Regions from separate parts of the Pan troglodytes genome. Here region 2 is linked to region 1. Evidence: chromatin contacts called from public HiChIP or PLAC-seq data. All regions are on one chromosome and are shown on one strand. Each heading gives the region's core, a stretch centred on a gene start, on an enhancer-like site or on the middle of the called end of the contact. The rest is flanking DNA. Distances are from core to core; before and after follow the strand shown. Region 1 holds the start of SLC35E4 (solute carrier family 35 member E4). Region 2 holds the start of RNF185 (ring finger protein 185).

Region 1 (7,111 bases), core at 1,783-4,282:
TCCATCTCCTGGGCTCAAGGGATCCTCCCTCCCAATCCCCTGAGTAGCTGGGACTACAGGCAGACACCACCATGTCAAGCTCATGTTTGTTTGTTTGTTTTTGAGATGCAGTCTTGCTCTTTCGTCCAGGCTGGAGTGCAGTGGTGCGATTTCCTCCAGGCTGGAGTGCAGTGGTGTGATTTTGGCTCACTGCAAGCTCTGCCTCCCGGGTTCAAGCGATTCCCCTGCCTCAGCCACCTGAGTAGCTGGGACTACAGGAGCCCACCGCCACACCCAGCTAATTTTTGTATTTTTAGTAGAGACGCGGTTTCACCATGTTGGCCAGGCTGTCTCCAACTCCTGACCTTAAGTGATCCGCCAGCCTCGGCCTCCTAAAGTGCTGGGATTACAAGCGTGAGCCTCTTCGGCCAGCCTCCCAGCTCATTTTTGTATTTTCTGTAGACACGAGGCTTTGCCGTGTTGCCCAAGCTGGTCTCCAACTCCTGAGCTCAAGTGATCCTCATGCCTCAGCCTCCCAACGTGCTGGGACTACAGGCATGAGCCACTGTACCCAGCCTATTGTTTTTTACTAAAGGAAACTTACTAGAAAACTGACAAAATCCAGGCTGGGCGTGGTGGTTTATGCTTGTAATCCCAGCACTTTGGGAGGCCAGGGTGGGTGGATCACCTGAGGTCAGGAGTTTGAGACCAACCTGACCAACATGGTGAAACCCTGTCTCTACTAAAAATACAAAAATTAGCCGGGTTTGGTGGTGCACGCCTGTAATCCCAGCTACTCGGGAGGCTGAGGTAGGAGAATCACCTGAACCCGGGAGGCAGAGGTTGCAGTGAGCTGAGATCGTGCCATTGCACTCCAGCCTGGGCAACAAGAGCGAAACTCAGTCTTGGAAAACAAACAAAAAAACCTGACAAAATCTCAAAGATAATTATAACCCTTAGGGATCCCAGATTTCTCTTCCTCAGGAAATGGCAAGGGGGTGCGGGAGAGGGGCCGTCCACTTTGGCTGGCTTAGTTTCCTTTCCACAACCCTTTCTGGAGAAACCCTAAATGCCACCATTTTTTGGTCCTTGGCCTGGAAATTTCCCTATCTGCACCCCCTGCCCTGTAGCTTAGGCTATTCAGCAGAGATCTGCAGGCTCCAGCAGGCGTCGGACTTACAGAGGCAAATGTGACCATGTAAATTCCCAGGCCCACCCGTGACAGAGAGCCTCTGATTCAGCAGGCCTCCTTTGAGGCTGGGTATTTTAAACCCGCGTCCCGTGATTGGGATGGGGATTGAGGGCTATATTCCGCGCCTGGCCACCAGAGGGCGCAGCGGGCTGGGTTCAGCGGTACCCCTTTGAGATCTTGTGTCTCAAGAGAGGTTGCTGTTATCAAGGATTTGCTGGTTAGACAACAGGCAAGGGGTGAGCTGGGTCCTCTTGGGCAGGAGCCTAGTAGGAAGACCGACAACAGGAAAGAGGCTCACATCTGATACTGGGCACATGGCTGGGCCTTGGTCCTCGTGCTCCTGGACTTCAGAGCTCAGAGGGGCCAGGGCCTGGCCTAACCTGGAATCTGGATGGACCTCTTCTGCCCTGGGGCGCGCCGTTTACCCAATCCTGACCTCAGAGAGCGTCTGTCGTTCTGGTGGGAAAACCGAGACCCAGACAGGAACAAGGGCTCAGTGGCAACCGCTCTGCCTCCCAGCCCAGGGCTCTGTCTTGCCGGGGCTGGGACACAGGGTGGACCCCAGGAAGTTCTGCTATGAGTCAGCTTCGAGTGCTCAGGGGACGGGACAGAGGCTGCTGGCCGGGGAAGGATGCCGGCCGGCGGTACCTACTTCCGCAGCTGTGGGTATCCCTGCCTGGTGATTCAGCTTCCCTCTGAGGGTCCCCAGGGGGCGCCGCCCTGGACTGGGAGGCTGGGGAGGATGCTGGGGCTACGGAGGGGCGATGGAGGTGCCTTAAGGGACCCCGTAATCCAGCTCTGCTGGATGCTGAGGTCCCACGAGATAATTGTGGCCAGAGATCAGGTGGGCGTAAGACTGGTCCCAGGATGGGGGCTGTGGGCCCCTCCTCACTACCCTGCTTCTTGAAGATAGCCTGGGCGGCTGTGCGGGATACCCCAGTGTCTCCAGCAACGCGCGTTCATCTCCATGGAGGGCTCGCCTTGGCGCTGGGTGGGGAGCGACTTGGTCCCCCCTGGCGGCGAAGAGAGGCTGACCACGACAGCTCGGGGGGGGGGTCTACTGGGCAGATGCGCAGGCCGCGGGCGGAGGAGGGCTGATGGGGGAAATGCCAGGCCGATGGGGGAGGGGCTGTGAGCGGGAGGCGTTGGGGCGGGGCGAGACCGCCCTCCCGGTCCGGGGGCGGGGCCTGGCCTGGGGCGGGGCCTGGCGGGGGTGCTCAGCCCAATTTTCCGTGTAGGGAGCGGGCGGCGGCGGTGGAGGCAGAGGCGGAGGCGGAGCCAAGAGCGCACCGCCGCGCCCGCCGTGCCGGGCCTGAGCTGGAGCCGGGCGTGAGTCGCAGCAGGAGCCGCAGCCGGAGTCACAGCCGCAGCCAGAGCCGCAGCCAAAGCCTCAGAGAGCAGGAGTTGGAGCGCAGGCCCTGCTGGATCCGCGCCTAGCTCGCCGCCAGGCACCGGCCGGAGCACGGGCCGTGGTGTCAGCTTACTGCCCGGGCGCTGTGGGAGGCAGCTAGCCCGCGACCCCCCGGGCCGGGCACCGCCAGGCGCGGAGCCCAGATCGCCCCCCTGCCAGGCCTGGTCACGGCCAGAGCACGCAGGAGTTCCCAGGGTCTGGATCTGCGCGCACCCTAATGACCTGGGGACTGAAGAGAAAAAAGGAACGAGGATTTCATCTAAAAGCATAACGTGGGCACTAGGCGAGGAGGAAAGTGGAGACCACCTGGCACGGGGCAGAGGTGCCTGGAGCCAACGCTTGAGCATCGGAGACCCTGGCATCCTAGCAGCCGCGACCTTGGCTCTGCCCTGAGCTGGAAACACAGCTTAGCTTCTAGACATCGCTGGCACAGGCCTGGCACAAGTAAGCAGTGTTCTCACCTGTCTGAAACGGGACACGGGGTCGGAGGAACCAGGATCTAGCCTGACCCCAAGCGGAACTCTCTGGTGGCCCAGAGGTCGTCACTGGGGAGCCCGCCTCCTGCCGTAGCCTCACTGGTGCGGATGTGCCGCTGCCCGCCGGAGCACCATGATGGCAGGATGACCTCAGCTGAAGTAGCAGCAGCAGCTGGTGGTGCTCAGGCGGCTGGGCCCCCCGAGTGGCCCCCTGGCAGCCCTCAGGCCCTCCGGCAGCCTGGCCGGGCCCGAGTGGCCATGGCAGCACTGGTGTGGCTGCTGGCGGGAGCCAGCATGTCAAGCCTCAACAAGTGGATCTTCACAGTGCACGGCTTTGGGCGGCCCCTGCTGCTGTCGGCCCTGCACATGCTGGTGGCAGCCCTGGCATGCCACCGGGGGGCACGGCGCCCCATGCCAGGCGGCACTCGCTGCCGAGTCCTACTGCTCAGTCTCACCTTCGGCACTTCCATGGCCTGTGGCAACGTGGGCCTAAGGGCTGTGCCCCTGGACCTGGCACAACTGGTCACTACCACCACACCTCTGTTCACCCTGGCCCTGTCGGCACTGCTGCTGGGCCGCCGCCACCACCCGCTTCAGTTGGCCGCCATGGGCCCGCTCTGCCTGGGGGCCGCCTGCAGCCTGGCTGGAGAGTTCCGGACACCCCCCACTGGCTGTGGCTTCCTGCTCGCAGCCACCTGCCTCCGCGGACTCAAGTCGGTTCAGCAAAGTAAGTGCCTGGGTGGCCAATTGAGAAGGTGGGGGTCCGGGTGGGTGCATGGCCTGGATGGCCCTGTGAGGGGTATGGCTGTTGTCCCATTTTACAAATGAGGAAACTGAGGTTCATGGCTGTGGGGGAAGCAGAACTGAGGCTCAGAGAGAGCCAACAGTTCAGTGAGTTCCAGGCCCCAAACTCAGGCTCTGGAGGCCCAACTCGTGTTTATTTGTTTATTTACTTATTTAGACAGGGTCTGGCTCTGTCACCCAGGCTGGATTGGTGAGATCTCAGCTCACTACAGCCTCCGCATCCTGGGTTCAAGTGATTCTTCTGCCTCAGCCTCCCAAGTAAGTGGGACTACAGGTGCGCACCACCACGCTAAGCTAATTTTTGTATTTTTAGTAGAGACGGCATTTTACCATGTTGGCCAGGCTGATCTTGAATTCCTGACCTCCCAAGGTGCTAGGATTTCAAGCGTGAGCCACCCCACCTGGCCAGCTAATTTTTTTTTTTTTTTGTATAGACACAGGGTCTTGCTATGTTGCCCAGGTGGGTCTTGAACTCCTGGCCTCAGCGATCTTCCCACCTCAGCTTCCTGAAGTTCTGGAATTACAAACCAGTATTTAGTGATAGCCAGTGATCTGTGTTTGACTAGCCTTTTATCTCACTGTATTGTTCCCATTTGATAGATGAAGAGGTTTGCCCTGGGCCACGTGGCCAGTGAGCAGCAGAGGCAAGATCTAAACCCAGATAGTCAGACTCCATGCTTCCAAGAGATGTGGCCTGAGGCTTTGGACACAAAGGAAAGCCAGAAAGCATGGGCCAGGGAGAGAAAAGGAGGGTAAAGCCTTGAGCTGGGATTTGGAAGGTCATGGGTCAGGTCTAAGTCTGGGGAGGGCTGTTGTTTACTGGGAGCTACAGTGTGACAGGCTTGGTGCTGAGTGTTGACCTTGAGTTGTCATGGCAACCACCAACTTTATCCCCATTTTACAGATGATGGGACTAAGACCCAGAGAAGTTCATGATTTGACAGGCCGGGCATGGTGTCTCATGCCTGTAATCCCAGCACTTTGGGAGGCTGAGGTGGGAGGACTCTTGAGGCCAGGAGTTCCAGACCACCCTGGCCAACATGGTGAAACCCTGTATCTATTAAAAATACAAAAATGGGGGCCGGGCGCGGTGTCTCATGCCTGTAATTCCAGCACTTTGGGAGGCTGAGGCGGGTGGATCACGAGGTCAGGAGTTCAAGAACAGACTAACCAAGATGGTGAAACCCCATCTCTACTAAAAATACAAAAAAATTAACCGGGCGCCATGGCAGGTGTCTGTAATCCCAGCTACTCGGGAGGCTGAGGCAGGAGAATAGCTTGAACCCGGGTGGCAGAGGTTGCAGTGAGCCGAGATCGCCCCACTGCACTCCAGCCAAAGCGACAGAGTGAGACTCCATCTCAAAAAAAAAAAAAAAAAAAAAAAAATTGGGCCAGGCGCAGTGGCTCACAGCTGTAATCCCAGCACTTTGGGAGGCCGAGGCAAGTGGATCACCTGAGGTCAGGAGTTCGAGACCAGCCTGGCCAACATGGGGAAACCCTGTCTCTACTGAAAATACAAAAATTAGCTGAGCGTGATGGTGGGCGCCTGTAATCCCAGCTACTCAGGAGGCTGAGGTGAGAGAATCGCTTGAACCTGGGAGGCAGAGGTTGCAGTGAGCTGAGATCACGCTATTGCACTCCAGCCTGGGTAACAAGAGTGAAACTCTGTCTCAAAATTAGCTGGGCCAGGTGGCATGCACCTGTAATCCCAGCTACTGGGGAGGCTGAGGCATAAGAATTCCTTGAACCCAGGAGAAGGAGGTTGCAGTGAGCTGAGATCACACCACTGCACTCCAGCCTGGGCGACAGAATGAGACTCTGTCTCAAAAAAAAGAAAGAAGTTCAGCCCAGCGCGGTGGCTCACATCTGTAATCCCAGCACTTTGGGAGGCTGAGGTGTATTGGGGGAAATTCAGCCAGATATCGGGCGAAATTCACCCCTGATATTTCACGTCGGTTCTTTTCTGTATTACGTAAGTGTCAGCTGGTCTGAGAAATAAAGGGACAGAGTACAAAAGAGAGAAATTTTAAAGCTGGGTGTCCGGGGAAGACATCATATGTCGGCAGGTTCCGTGATGCCCCCTGAGCCATAAAACCAGCAAGTTTTGATTAGTGATTTTCAAAAGGGGAGGGAGTGTACCAATAGGATGTGGGTCACAGAGACCACGTGCTTCACAAGGTAATAGAATATCACAAGGCAAATGGAGGCAGGGCCAGATCACAGGACCATAGGACCGGGGCGAAATTAAAATTGCTAATGAAGTTTCGGGCACGCATTGTCATTGATAACATCTTATCAAGAGACAGGGTTTGAGAGCAGACAACCGGTCTGACCAAAATTTATTAGGTGGGAATTTCCTCGTCCTAATAAGCCTGGGAGCGCTACGGAGACTGGGGCTTATTTCATCCCTACAGCTTCGACCATAAAAGATGGTCGCCCCCCAGAAGCAGCCATTTTAGAGGCCTACCCTCAGGGACGCATTCTCTTTCTCAGGGATGTCCCTTGCTGAGAAAAAGAATTCAGCAACATTTCTCCCATTTGCTTTTGAAAGAAGAGAAATATGGCTCTGTTCCACCCGGCTCAACGGCAGTCAGAGTTTAAGGTTATCTCTCTTGTTCCCTGAACATTGCTGTTATCCTGTTCTTTCAAGGTGCCCAGATTTCATATTGTTCAAACACACATGCTCTACAATTTGTGCAGTTAACGCAATCATCACAGGGTCCTGAGGCGACATACAGCCTCCTTAGCTTACGAAGATGATGGGATTAAGAGATTAAAGATAGGCATAGGAAATCACAAGGGTATTGATTGGAGAAGTGATAAGTGTCCATGAAATCTTCACAATTTATGTTCAGAGATTGCAGTAAAGGCAGGTGTAAGAAATTACAAAAGTATTAATTTGGGGAACTAATAAATGTCCATGAAATCTTCACAATCCACGTTCTTCTGCAATGGCTTCAGCCGGTCCCTCCGTTTGGGGTCCCTGACTTCCCGCAACAGAGGTGGGAGGACCACGAGGTCAGGAGATCAAGACCATCCTGGCCAACATGGTGAAACCCTGTCTACTAAAAATACAAAAATTAGCTGGGCATGGTGGCGCCTGCCTGTAATCCCCCCTACTCGGGAACCTGAGGCAGGAGAATCACTTGAACCCAGGAGGCAGAGGTTGCAGTGAGCCGAGATCACGCCACTGCACTCCAGCCTGGGGACAGAGCTAGACTCCATCTCAAAAAAAAAAAAAAAAAAAGA
Region 2 (6,839 bases), core at 2,512-5,011, 520 kb after region 1:
GTCATGGATACCAAGTTCTCCCCATGCAGCAACACCAGACCCCAAAAGTGCTTTCCTTCGAGCTCTGGTTGCTTCACGTTCTTTGGCTTGATCTTTCTGAACTCATCACAATTGCAGAGGATCAAATTCACATGCTTGTCAAACGCCTTAAAAGTGCCAAAGAAGATTGTGCCTTCCTGTAGGATGCATTTCATTCTATAGTCAATGTGCTGCTGCAGCCTTGCTACTCGTGCCCACAGTCGTGATTGCTGCTTCACCAAATCCCGTGTCCACAGTTAAAACTTCGTGCTTCTTAAGACCTGGGGGAAGGCTATAGATAAAGGTATGGTGCAGGTTCTCCCAGAAACAATGCAAGGTGAGGGGGAAATGTGGTGGCTCACGCCTGTAATCCCAACACTTTGGGAGGCTGAGGAGGGCAAATCACCTGAAGTCAGGAGTTCGAGAGCAGCCTGGCCAACATGGTGAAATCCCATCTCTACTAAAAATACAAAAATTAGCTGGGTGGTAGTGGCATGCACCTGTAATCCCAGATACTCAGGAGGCTGAGACAGGAGAATCGCTTGAGCTAGGGAGGCAGAGGTTGAGGTGAGTCAAGATGGCATCACTGTACTCCAATCTGAGTGACAGAGTGAGGTGCTGTCTCAAAAATATATGTATAATTTTTAAAAGTATATTGAAAGCATTGGGTGAGGTGGCTCATGCCTATAATCCCAACACTTTGGGAGACCAAACTGGGAGGATCCCTTGAGGCCAGGAGTTTGAGACCAGCCTGGGCAACAGCAGGACCCTGTCTCTACAGAAAAATAAAAAATATTAGCTGGGTGTGGTGCGTGCCTGTAGTCACAGTTATTCAGGAGACTGAGGTGGGAGATCACTTGAGCCCAGGAGTTGAAGGCTGCAGTGAGTTAGGATGGTGTGCCACTGCACTCCAGTCTGGACCACAGGCTGAGACCATGTTTTTTTTTTTAAATAAAAAATAGATAATGGATCGATTGATGGAGAACGCTCACTCTCTGCTGAACCTGTTCCAAGTATCCTCATAACAACTTTTTGAGGTAGGAAGAAATTGGAACACATCTGTGGTTAAACAAGTTGAGTTTATCACTTGTTATGGGGTAAGGGTGAGAGGACATGAATCATGAGAAACAATAGGGCTGCTGGGCTTGGTGGCTCACATCTGTAATCCCGGCACTGTAGAAGCCCAAGGTGGGAGGAACACCTTAGGTCAGGAGTTCGAGACCAGCCTGGCCAACATGGTGAAACCCTGTCCCTACTAAAAATACAAAAATTAGCCGGGAGTGATGGTGGGCGCCTGTAATCCCAGCTACTTGGGAGGCTGAGGCAGAAGAATCACTTGAACCCAGGAGGCAGAGGCTGCAGTGAGCTGAGATCACACCACTGCACTCCAGCCTGAGTGACAGAGTGATACTCTGTCTCAAAAACAAACAAACAAAGGGGCATCTCAGTAACAAAGTGTTACAAAGGACACATAGGATTTGGGCTTGCATTAGGTGATTTGGAGGAGGGCTTAAGAAAATGGGGTTTTCTGGATTGGATGCTGCCTATGAGTGAGTACCTTGATAAACATTATTTAGAAGGAGGGAAGAGTAGACCGAGGCTAAATCTATAATCTCTATATGAGCCAGAATAGGGAAATGTTTGGCCATTTTTGTAGTTCGAACAATGCTCATGTTTTGTCTGGGTTTAGACATGATTCGAGTGGTTTTGTTATTGTCTTGATCCATCATGGTCACATAGTGGCCTTGTTTGATGTTGATGTTCTGTGAAGTTTTTATGTTCAATAAGAGAACACACCAAGGTCTATTTGTGAGTGCCAGACCATCTCCTGGATATCAGGGGCTGTTTTTCTCTTAGAGCTTGGTTTCAAATCCAGGTTTGTGTGACTGGAAACATCCCCTGTATTACTTCTTGATCACAGGAACTTGCGAAGGTGGCTGGCAGACTAGGACTTTCATCTATGAGCTTATTTCATCTACTATTTTTAATTTTTTTTCTGAGACGGAGTTTCACTCTTGTCGCCCAGGCTGGAGTGCAATGGCACGATCTTGGCTCACTATAACCTCTGTCTCCTGGGTTCAAGCAATTCTCCAGCCTCAGCCTCCCAAGTAGCCGGGATTACAGGTGCCCGCCACCACGCCTGGCTAATTTTTGTATTTTTAGTAGAGATAAGTTTCACCATGTTGGCCAGGCTGGTCTCGAACTCCTGACCTCAGGTGATCCGCCCGCCTCGACCTCCCAAAGTGCTGGTATTATAGGCGTGAGCCACCGCGCCGGCCTTTATCTACTATGTTCACCTCCTACTCAGGTCCGATCCCTAACAGTTCCTGGGATAACTGTAGGTACTTAATAAATGCTAGTTGAATGAATGAAGATGGCTGTCAAGAACTCCAATGACTGCTTGAGTGCAAATCACAAGCTCCATCACCTATCAGTATGTGATTTGATACAATATGTATTAACAGCTAATCCACAATCCATATTCAAATTTCATTACTTGTCCCAATATTGTCCATTACAACTATTCCACCACCACCACCACCCCAGTCCAGGGTCCTATTTAGAATCACACACCACATTTTGTTGTCATGCTTCTTTAGTCTCCTTTAAACTGGAACAGTTCCTCAGCTTTTCTCTGTTTTTCATGACAATGAGTTATTTTGTAGAGAGTGTCCTTCATTTGGGGTTCTCTAGCACTTCCTCATGAGATGTGTACGGTGCACTTTTGACAGAAATACCACAGATGTGTTCTCAGTGCATTTTATTAGGAGGCCCTTGATCTGACCCATTAACTAGTGGTGTTAACTTTGATCACTTTGATCTGTTTGTTCTGCTAGGTTAAACCTCTGTAACATCACCATTTTCCCTTTGTAATCAATAGCTAATTTATGGGAGACACTTTTACTGTTGTAAACATCCCGTTTCTCTAGTTTTACCACACATTATTGATTTCCTAATTCCACCATGTTTATTAGCTGGCATTCTACAAAAAGGAAGACTTTCCCTTCACCCATTAATATGCTCACTTCTTTATGTTTGTAACGACTCATGGATTACTATTTTATTCAATTAGTTATACTCTATTACTATCACTCCATATTTTGATTCTGAAATTGCCCTGACTTGGCCAGTAGGATCTCCTTCAAGACAACTCCTGTGTTCTTTGACACATTCCCATGATTCTTATTACCATCAACCTTATATTCTAGTGTAACAAGATGTTCCAAGTTTATCTGGTACTTTCCGGAATGAGTTAGTTCTTTCTCTCTCTCTCTCTTTTTTTTTTTTTTTTTTTTTTTTTTTGACGGAGTCTCACTCTGTCGCCCAGGCTAGAGTGCAGTGGTGCGATCTCAGCTCACTGCAACCTCCGCCTCCCGGGTTCAAGCGATTCTCCTGCCTCAGCCTCCCGAGTAGCTGGGATTACAGGTGTGCGCCACCACGACCGGCTACTTTTTGTATTTTGAGTACAGAGGGGTTTCACCATTTTGGCCAGGCTGGTCTCGAACTCCTGACCTCAAGTGATCCATCCGCCGCGGCCTCCCAAAGTGCTGGAATTACAGGTGGGAGCCACCGCGCCCGGCCGGAATCAGTTTTTTTCTTTTAGGAGCCCCGAACCCAAAGCTCTTTGAAAAGCTGCTGAAGAGCTCCAAGGTTCCTCCGCTTCCTGCTCGCAGGCGGAACCTTAGAGCTTCGGACATGGAAATTAACCTCTTCCGGTTGGGGCCGGAAGTCCCTCCGAGAGGGGCGGCTCCGCGTCATGTGACTGGAGTCCGCGTAGGAGGGGTCGGAGGTCCTACCCAACAGATTGACGCGGCGTTAGTATTGGCCGTGTACCCGAAAAACTGATTGACTGGGCTGGCGTTAACTGTGCGGAGGCAGGTATGTGAGGGGCTGGGGTTGGGGCGGGGGCCGCCAAAGTTTAGGGACGGGGGCGGGAGACCCGGGTCCGCCTTCCCAGGACACACGGGCTTCAACATCTGAGCCCAGGGGCCCAGAGACAGCAAGACCGGTCATGTCTGTCCCCGAAAAGAGGACGAGCTGGCGTTGTGGTTCTGCGTCCCATGATTACAGATTGGGGAAACTGAGGCCTTGAGAAAGAGAAGGGCTCCCACAAGCTCTCCTTTCGAGACATGGGCACTGATTCCCATTCTATCCCCCGTGCGAGACCGCCTCTATCATCTGGGAGTGCATTTCACGAGTTTGCCCTGAGTGGAGAAGCAGAGGCCGGGGAGCGCGGTGAACAGAGTTGGGCTGAAAGTAAGAGACCTGGATTCGAGACTTCGCCACCGACAGACAATTGTGCGTTCTGGGCCAAATCTCTTCCCTGTGCTGGGCCTCAGTTTTCTCGTGTCTAAAACGGGGCAGTGTTTTTCAAAATATGGTTCTTACACCATCTGCTTTGTAATTCTCTGAGATGCCGGCTTTACAGCGCGGGACTCAATTCAGACTTCTGGTTTAGAATCTGAACTTATGTGTAGGGGGGTCCTGTATATACTGATGTTTGAAGCTCATTGATTTTAAGTGCTTTCCTGCTGTGAGCACTAGATATCCATTCTTCGCTTTGAGGCAGCTGGTGCCAGTTCAGGAACTTTGAAAGAACTGGAATGGTTAGCTCAGTAAAGAGAGCAATGGAAGGGAATTAACTTTTTAAAAATTGAAAATACTGTTACGGCAAAGAGGGCTTCCACTTCATCTTTAGGCTAAAAGAGGCAGAACTAGGACTAACAGGTGAATTCTACAGGAAGACAAGATTTTTGCTTAATAGAAGAACTTAAATGGAAGAATCGTCAGAGGTGACCACCGATGGAGTGAATGGATTGCCTCCGTGCCTCCTTTCGAGGGAGGTATATAGGTATTAGATGAAGGTCCTTTCCAACTTGAAAGTCTGTGATTCTAAGTAGTTGTTCTGCATCTTTCTGGTGCTGACTCTGCTCTCAAGGCAAATGTGACTTTTTTCTTCTCTTTTGACACTTCCATCACTTTAGCCTACATCTCCTGTAAATAAGGCCAATGCATCTGACCTTACGTAATCTCTTCCTGGTTGTCCTGTGCACCATCCTTCTTTTCAAGGACTTTGGAATGACCCAATATCTGATAGAGGCACCTTAAATGTTTATTGAATGAATAAGTAAACTGGGTCCCACCCCATGGGTTAGTAGCTTTTTTCTAAGAACAAGTTGGAAATGCCTCTGAAGATTTTATGTTTGACCAGGAGAAGCCAGTGAACTCTGAATCACAAAATTGAGGACTCTCAGTTGAAAGGACCCCTTGAGGTTGTTCAGACCAGCCTTCTCTTCCCTGGAACATAATCCCTGCTTGAATCCTCTCTTCAGCAATATGTGTATAGATGTGAGAGAATTTTTGCAGTTTGTTGGCTAGCTTTCCATGCATCATATAAAAACAGTCCTCTTATAGACTTGACTTGCCAGTTCGCACACATGACAAGTTCCAGCTTTTTTTTTTTTTTTTTTGAGTATTTAGTAGAGATGGGGTTTCACCATGTTGGCCAGGCTGGTCTCGAACTCCTGACCTCAAGTGATCCGCCTGCCTCAGCCTCCCAAAGTGCTGGGATTTCAGGTGTAAGCCACTGTGCCTGGCCTCTAGCATACCTTTGGTTTTCTAATCAAACATTATTATGTCCTTATTTTGTGCATTACAAAGCTCTGCCTAAATCACTTTTTCAACACCTGCTAGAATGCTTAGGAATGTTTATGTTGTCTTAGGGAGCAGAGGCTCCATATTATGACCCACTTCTGCTGACTTGCTCCCCCGCCGCCACAAAAGTTAGGGTTGAGCCAAAACTTCCTGCCAGTTATCGACTTGTGTTTCCCAAGATTAAAAAATAAAAAAGTTGTGAAATGCTTATTCAGATGTTATCCAGGTACTGGGTAAAATGATCTTAATTTGTTGGAGTTTTTAGAACTTCTCGATCTAAAAGTTTCCTTTTAAAGAAGTGTCTGAATTGACATTCTCATAAGTATGTTCTTCAGGCCACTGGTCTGAAGAAGTGGCTCTGAAAAAAGGATTTGATGCTAATAATAAGTTTGAGAAAGCCACATACCATTATTCTTTCTTGGAGCTTCTCAATATGTAATACCACATTAAAAGCACTTGAGAGGTCCTGCAATAAGGAAATGTGCTTTATAAGCCAAGATAATAACTTGTTCCATTTGTTTAATCTACTTGATGTCAAATCTTTTTTTTTTTTAATTGAAGCACACATTAGCAAATTCTGACCTAGAGTGGGGATCTGCATACTATATATAGGCTGTGAACCAAACCTGGACCTACTGCTTGTTTATATGGTCTGTGAGCTAAGGGTGCTTTTTACATTTTTCTTTCTTTCTTTTTTTTTTTTTTTTTTAAGACAGAGTCTCGCTCTGTTGCCCAGGCTGGAATGCAGTGGCTCCATCTCGGCTCACTGCAAGCTCCGCCTCCTGGGTTCATGCCATTCTCCTGCCTCAGCCTCCCGAATAGCTGGGACTACAGGCGCCCACCCCGATGACTGGCTAATTTTTTGTATTTTTAGTGGAGATAGGGTTTCACTGTGTTAGCCAGGATGGTCTTGATCTCCTGACCTCGTGATCTGCCCGCCTCGGCCTCCCAAGGTGCTGGGATTACAGGCGTGAGCCACCACGTCTGGCCTGCTTTTTACATTTTTAAATGATGGGAAATAAAAGAAGAATAATATTACATAGGTGACAATTACAGGAAGATAAAATTTCAGTGTTCATTTCAGTCACACCCATTTATTTATACTCATATATATTTACATATTGTCTTTGGGTGCTTTAATGCTGCTCAGTGGAGTTGATTACTTC

The links. HiChIP or PLAC-seq counts read pairs in DNA pulled down with a chosen protein or histone mark.
Region 2: an H3K4me3 HiChIP or PLAC-seq map of stem cell-derived excitatory neurons shows a contact between it and region 1, with 3 times the contacts expected there. The contact joins the promoter of RNF185 here to the promoter of SLC35E4 in region 1. A contact is called at or near these places in 1 of 7 Hi-C or Micro-C datasets (stem cell-derived neural progenitor cells) and 1 of 1 datasets of contacts at active chromatin or transcription factors (stem cell-derived excitatory neurons).

The regions. Positions count from the first base shown.
Region 1 is chr23:32,753,907-32,761,017 of NHGRI_mPanTro3-v2.0_pri, forward strand. It overlaps SLC35E4 (solute carrier family 35 member E4), which reads left to right and starts at 3,033. Exons shown (of 2, transcript XM_054675832.2): 1 at 3,033-3,785. The coding sequence starts at 3,167. OSBP2 (oxysterol binding protein 2) reads left to right here and starts at 3,703. Exons shown (of 15, transcript XM_016938976.2): 1 at 3,703-3,785.
Region 2 is chr23:33,275,437-33,282,275 of NHGRI_mPanTro3-v2.0_pri, forward strand. It overlaps RNF185 (ring finger protein 185), which reads left to right and starts at 3,762. Exons shown (of 7, transcript XR_002941235.3): 1 at 3,762-3,897. It also overlaps the pseudogene LOC107970338.